2 separate regions of the Ovis aries genome follow, and region 1 is linked to region 2. Evidence: chromatin contacts called from public Hi-C data. All regions are on one chromosome and are shown on one strand. The core of a region is the stretch at or near the end of the contact, and the rest is flanking DNA. Distances in the headings are between cores, read along the strand shown.

Region 1 (3,282 bases), core at 136-2,635, 530 kb after region 2:
TACTAATCTGCTTTAGCTCAAGACTATTGACCAGCTTTTGTAAGTGGAAAGAAATAACATAGGTACCTTACCTGTCAAGATTTAAAGTTCCTGTGTATATAAACTCCAACAGTTTCTGAAATCCATCAGCCTTCACCTGACTCTGATCAAGAAAGACATTGTTCTCAGAAGTGCTCCTGTAGATTGCACCAAAATATTCACTAAACGAGGCAAGCACATTCCTGTGAGCTTTAAACTGGAATTCCCCAATGACTATGGTGCAGTCACAAAGAAAACCTGCTTCCCGTTGTTTGTTCAGTCTCTCTAAAAGGTGCTCACAGTGGTGCGAATACTGCATTTTGATATCGGAATCGAATTCTATCCTTGTTCTAAAAAAACAAGAGAGAGAGTAAATCAGCACCACTAAATTTTCATCAAACTTTTCTCCCAAGCCATTGGTGAATAAAGAGACATAGAATCCAAACAAGAACAAAGCCTGTTCTCATTTTACGTCCCCAGAAAATTCTTACCAAGCAAATACGGATAAAAATGCCGAAGGGACAAAAATCCTTCCTAGTTTTTATTTCATCTTGGTCAACTAACACAAACCTTTGGACACGTCAACAAATGACGATGTGTGAAAACATTTCCACAAAGTGAAACAAAAAAAAGCACCGCAAAATTTCACACTTCTACATCACAGAGTCGGACACGACTGAGCGACTGAACTGAAGTGAACTGATCATCAGTTGAACCTTCAGTTTCAAGCTCAGTGGGCACATGTAAATTACGAAAAAACAACAAAAAAAATTAATAAACCACTAAGAAATGATTCCTTGGGACAAATGGTCAAAGGACATGGTAGGAATTCGTTAAAATTTTATCAACTGCCTCTCTGCCTTTCGACTAAGTGTAAAACTGCTCTCAAATTGCCGAAACCCGTTACCTTCCGCAGAGCATACAGTAGCTTAAATGAAAGGCGGGTGCCGGAGGGGGCGGAGAACCAGCACAAGGGCCAAAAGTTTTCAAAGATCTGGTCACCCGCCCCGAGGAGGCCACGCTCCTCCCTACCACCACCCCGGTCTACTGGAGGCCGCAAGGGAAAGTGACAGTAAAAGCCGGTCTCTCCCGACTTCCGCCTTCCTGCCCTTAGCCCGGCTCCCACTCCCCCAATTCCCACGGCAGAGGTTGTGGCCAAGGCCAACATCGGGGCTGCCTCGCCCTAGCTTTCCACCCTAACACCTTCACTCCGGCCTGAATGCGAACTCCACGGAGCCTGCCCTCCAATGCCCCAAGGTCTGGAGAGAGCGGGAATAGCAGCCTGGGGGCAAAAATAGAACTCACCTATAGAAACCCGAGGGGGAACACAGTTTCTTCAGTCGCTCTCCGCCATCTTGGAAGGACGTCACCACGCCACGCTCCGCCTTTTCCCTGCTTCCTCCACGATGACGTCACATCCGGCTCCGGGCGATCCGCGTGTACGCAGTAGGCTCTAAGACCCTGGAGGTCCAACAGCAGCCTGAGAGTAGCAGGCTGGTACATAGAGACCCCGCTACTTCGCACACCGGGAACACCCGGAAACAGGGAGAGTCTTGGCTAGGAGACTAAGGGCTCTCTTACGGAACCAAGCCTGTTGTCCTCACCTTGAGCATTCTAGATAGTCAGCATCTCGCGCTCGGCCTGCGTTTTGCGCGGAGGCTGAGCCGCGCTGCCCTGCGGGCTGCTTTCCAGGAGCCAAATTGTGCATTGTATGCTGGGGTTTATAGTTAGTTGCTCGTCTTCTCCCATTATCCTCCACTTCCTTGAGGCCCACGAGTGGGAATAGCTATCTTGTGTACTCCGGCTCTCGGCCATGGGAATTTTGTAGCTGAGACTGATCACCCCTTTTTATTTTAGGTACTGCCGGAAAGCTCTTGGGAAACTATGAGTCTTGTTTGCATCAGCCAACTGGAGCCCAGTATCCAGGATACCCTTACCTGGTGATAGAAGTCTGAGATGCAAGAAAGCGGCGCAAAGCAGTAGGGCACACTGGGCATGCGCTTGAGGAAAGGTGGGCTTTATACCGGAAAAGGTTCTGCTTGTGGACTACTGCTGCTGTTGCTGCTAAGTCGCTTCAGTCGTGTCCGACCCTGTGCGACCCCATAGACAGCAGCCCACCAGGCTCCCCCGTCCCTGGAATTCTCCAGGCAAGAACACTGAAGTGTGTTGCCATTTCCTTCTCCAGTGCGTGAAAGTGAAAAGTGAAAGTGAAGTCGCTCAGTCCTGTCAGACTCTTGGCGACTTATGGACTGCAGCCTACCGGGCTCCTCCACCCACGGGATACTGGAGAGTGGGCCTGTAGACTAGAAAACATTTAATACAATTATTTGCATTCTATGCAGATTTTTGTACAGTGAGGGAAGCTTGGCCGGCTACATACAGTCCATGGGGTAGGAAAGAGACAGGACTGAGCACGCGGTCAACCACAGTGACGGAAAGGTTATCTCCGTGATTTAAAAAGACGTACAAACGGTACGTGCTGATATGTTAGGGTGAGTTCTTTCATGCTACTCGCGGACATCAAAAAATCTAAGGAAACCCAAAACTTCAGCTTTTTTTTTTTTCCTTGTTAAAAGTTGTGTCAGGACCATGGGAAATTTGCTCACGACTTTATTTTAAAGAACATTGTAAACTTGAATTTATTCTTTTTTTTTCTCGAGATTTGTTTTACAACCAGATTTTGTTTGCTCTCTTAGTAAATTATTTCGACTCGGTAAGAACCATGTTTATGGTGGGGGGGTTGGGGGGGGGGAAGTCCCACAACCGTTAGGTTTATAAGGGAAAAAAATGAGGCTGGTTCTTTCTTGATTTCGTCTTGTCTCTGAGAAATTTTCTGATTATTTATTTTTGTCGGAATCATTTTTCGTAATTTATTAATTGAGGGATAGCTGTGAGTCTATACTAGGTGTCAAACAGGAAGTATATGAAAGACCGCAAAACATGGTCTCTGGCATTTAGAAAAATCAACAATCTCAATGGGAAAACTAATGGAAAACCGAATGACTTGTAATACAAAGAGTGCTGAGGTGACAGGGATTACCAGTTTTTACCCTGCGTTTAATTACTCTTACTAGGCTGTACATTAGTTTTTCAGTATCAGGTTGTGAATTGAATTTAAAAACAGTTGTTTAAACTCTGGAACCCTTCTTCCACGTGCAAGCCATTAATAAGAATATTTGTCAAATAAACTCCACGTAGAAAATTCAAATTCCCAAGGTACTGCAAATATTCATCAGAATTTTGCTTTTTAAAAGGGTAAGAAAA
Region 2 (2,915 bases), core at 220-2,719:
TAGAGGTTTTTTCTCAGTTATGCGATTTTAATTAAAATAATATATTTTAACTAAAATAACCTATTACTTCATCTCTTAATTAAAAAACAAACAGAAAAACCCACCAGTTTCATCTAAAAATCAAATACCAGTTATAACACATCTACTACACGAAAGTCACAATCTTAAGTGCATAATTCATCTGGTCAGTGTACGTTATTTTTCTGGAATAACTACAGGCAAAAATTAACTTTCCCTTTAAAAGGTTAGCGAATTTGCTTAATGGAAGCCAAAAGCTATAGACTGCACTCCTGGGAATCTCCATCCTTGAATAAGACTAATCCGGGACAAAAAGCACAAGGCAGACAGACCTCACAAAGAATGCAAATGGAGGAAGAGGGAAAAAGCAAAGATTCTTCTTCCACTTCCTTCTTAAGAGAAAATGCAAAAAAAATCCAGTAAACAGAAATTTTTGCCAGCCAAACTCCAAGCAATTTACCTTAAAACAGACCCAAAGGGTTAAGTACCAAGGCCACTAGCCAACGTACTGACTTTCGCCCACCACAGGAACACCTCAGCCTACGCAGGCCAAGGAAGAGGGCAGGAGGCATGACAGAATGGGGAGCCCTCAAACCCTGAAATCCTCGGCCCACGCAAAGCCACTCACCCACCTTAAACCCGAGGCGGAGGCGGGGAGAGGAGGGCAAGGCACCCGGGACGCCTCAGGCTTGCAAGTGGGTAGTGAGAAGTGGAGGAAAAGGAGTCCCCCAAACCCCGCCCCCCCGCAGTGTCGGAACACCCCGGTGCCCTCTCAACACCGCCCCGCTAAGGGGGCCGCAGGCAGGACTGTGGAAATCCCCCGCGCACCCTCTCCCCGGGAAGTTCTCGGGTGTTACCCGAGCACCCCTAAGGCTGCACCTCCCCTTGCCTGCCCCGGACAGAGGAGAGAGGGGTCAGCGGGCGGGAGGGGCAACGAGCCGGGACCTCCCAGTCGCTGAGCGCCGACCTACCGGGTCGAGCCCAGGGCATCCCCGCGGAGCGCAGACGGGCGGCGGGGGGAATCGGAAGGGGACAGTGACGGGCGTCCAGGGTTCGGGGTCCCGACGGGTCCAGTCAAGTGCAGCACCCGGCCCCTGCCCGCGCCCATCACTCGGGATAAGCGAGGCATGATCCACCGTAGGACACCTGGCCCGCGCCCCCCCGTGGCCCCGACCCCACCCGGGACCCAGCATCCGGACCCCCGACTACGGCCTCCGCACCCTAGGAAGCCCGACGAGCTTTGTTAACTCCCCTTGACGCCCGGCGCAGCCGTCGGGCACCCCGGGAGCCGCGCGCCCCTAGCCTACCGCCGCGTCCCCCACCCCGCCCCGCGAGCCGAGGCCGCACCTGTGCCCGCCGCCGCCGCCGCCGCCGCCGCCGCCGCTCGCCCGCTCCCCTTGGCTGTGCCGGCGCCGCTCCGAACCCCACACACATCGCTACACACAGCCCTCTGACGTCACCGAGCCCTCGGCCCGCCCACGTCACTGCGGAGACACACGGCTTCCCGCAGACGCCGCCGCCGTCTCCGGCCGCCCGGGGGAGAGCGAGGGCGGCGAGGGGGAGGGGAGGAGAGGAGAACTGAGCCAGCGGCGGCACCGCGCGCGCAAGCCCGCCGCCGCCGCCGCCGCCGCCGCCTCGCGGCTCCTAGCCCCTCGGGGACGCGCGCGCCGTCTGCCCTATAGTGGCTCCCTAGGGCTCCCCTGGCCCGTCGTCTGGCGCGCGCGCCCCTCCCCCCAGGCGCGCGCCCGGCACTCCTGGCCCCGTGCGCCGTCTGGGCGGCTGGCGCGCGGCGCTGTCTGCGGTGCACCCGGCGCAGACAGGATGTTCCCTCCCCGCCCCACCCCCACCGCCGCCCTCCCTCCTTCCTTCCTCGAGTCGCCTAGCCGGCTGTCTGGGGCCGCCACCGCCCCGCCCCCGCCCCACCCGCTGCTCCGTGGAGACGGGCCAGACCCGGGGGCGCCCTGGTCGCTCGGCCGCCGCGCGACACGGAGAGAGGGGGGCAGGGCGACCGCGCGGTGCACTGTGCGCGACCCCAGCAGCCGGCAGGGCGGAGGCAAGGCCCGCCTGGCCGAGCGCCGCGGCCCGAGGTCAGGCACAGGCGACCCTCCCCCCGCGGGGCCGCAGCTGGGCCGCCCCGCCCCGGAGGCAGCCGGGTGGCGGCCGCCCAGCCGCGCCCCCCGTGTGGGCCCAGCGCGCGGGGGCTGCCCCCCGCCCCCTGCGGGGCCTCCCGCCCGAGGGCCGCCCCGCCAGCTGCCGGCGCTGCGCTGCGCTCCGCCCCACCCCGGCGGCCCCCGCCTTGCCTGGGCGGCCTCCGCCCAGACGCCTTCCCTGGGCTGACCTCCTCCGCCATCGGGCCGGGCTGGAGGGCTGGCAGAAGTTCTGGCAAAACCGAGAGAAAACATTTTTGTCTCTACTTCTCAGCCTCCCTCCCCCCACCCCCTCACCAGACTGCTCTCTCGGTTCCAAAAGGGAGCTAGAAATTACATGCTTCTACAGTGTTTCCTGAGGAGTTTGGGATTTTGTTTTGGAGGCGAACAGGAGATGAGACGAGGAAAGCGATGACCGAAGCGCTTTCAGCTGTGACCCTCGGGGCCGAAGAGAGTCGTCTCCCTGGTCGGTGTTCTGCTGTGGAGGATTAGCATATTGAACTCTGCCGAGCTGCTCCGTCATATTTCGAAATACCAAGAAAAACCCCTTTTTTCCACCCCACCGCAAAATTAGGAACTGAAATAGTACCCCAGATCTCAGTGCACCGAATTCAGAGGACTTGGCTTTGTCCCCCTTCCCCCACCCCACCCCCCTTTTTGCGCATTTTCGTCCAATTTCTTCTGGTTTTACTGCTTCGAGGTCACTCGTGGGATCCACATTTGGAGCCAGCAGACTGGGAATACTCCTGT

Evidence for each region. A called contact is a pair of places that touch in the nucleus more often than the background predicts.
Region 1: a Hi-C map of blood shows a contact between it and region 2, with 3 times the contacts expected there. The contact joins the promoter of MYNN here to the promoter of SKIL in region 2. A contact is called at or near these places in 2 of 16 Hi-C or Micro-C datasets (both in blood).

The regions. Positions count from the first base shown.
Region 1 is chr1:218,269,662-218,272,943 of ARS-UI_Ramb_v3.0, forward strand. It overlaps MYNN (myoneurin), which reads right to left and starts at 1,386. Exons shown (of 8, transcript XR_009595106.1): 1 at 1,324-1,386; 2 at 72-368. LOC132657246 (a long non-coding RNA gene) reads left to right here and starts at 1,433. Exons shown (of 2, transcript XR_009595111.1): 1 at 1,433-1,515; 2 at 1,876-3,226.
Region 2 is chr1:217,740,879-217,743,793 of ARS-UI_Ramb_v3.0, forward strand. SKIL (SKI like proto-oncogene) reads right to left here and starts at 1,470. Exons shown (of 7, transcript XM_042234602.2): 1 at 1,366-1,470.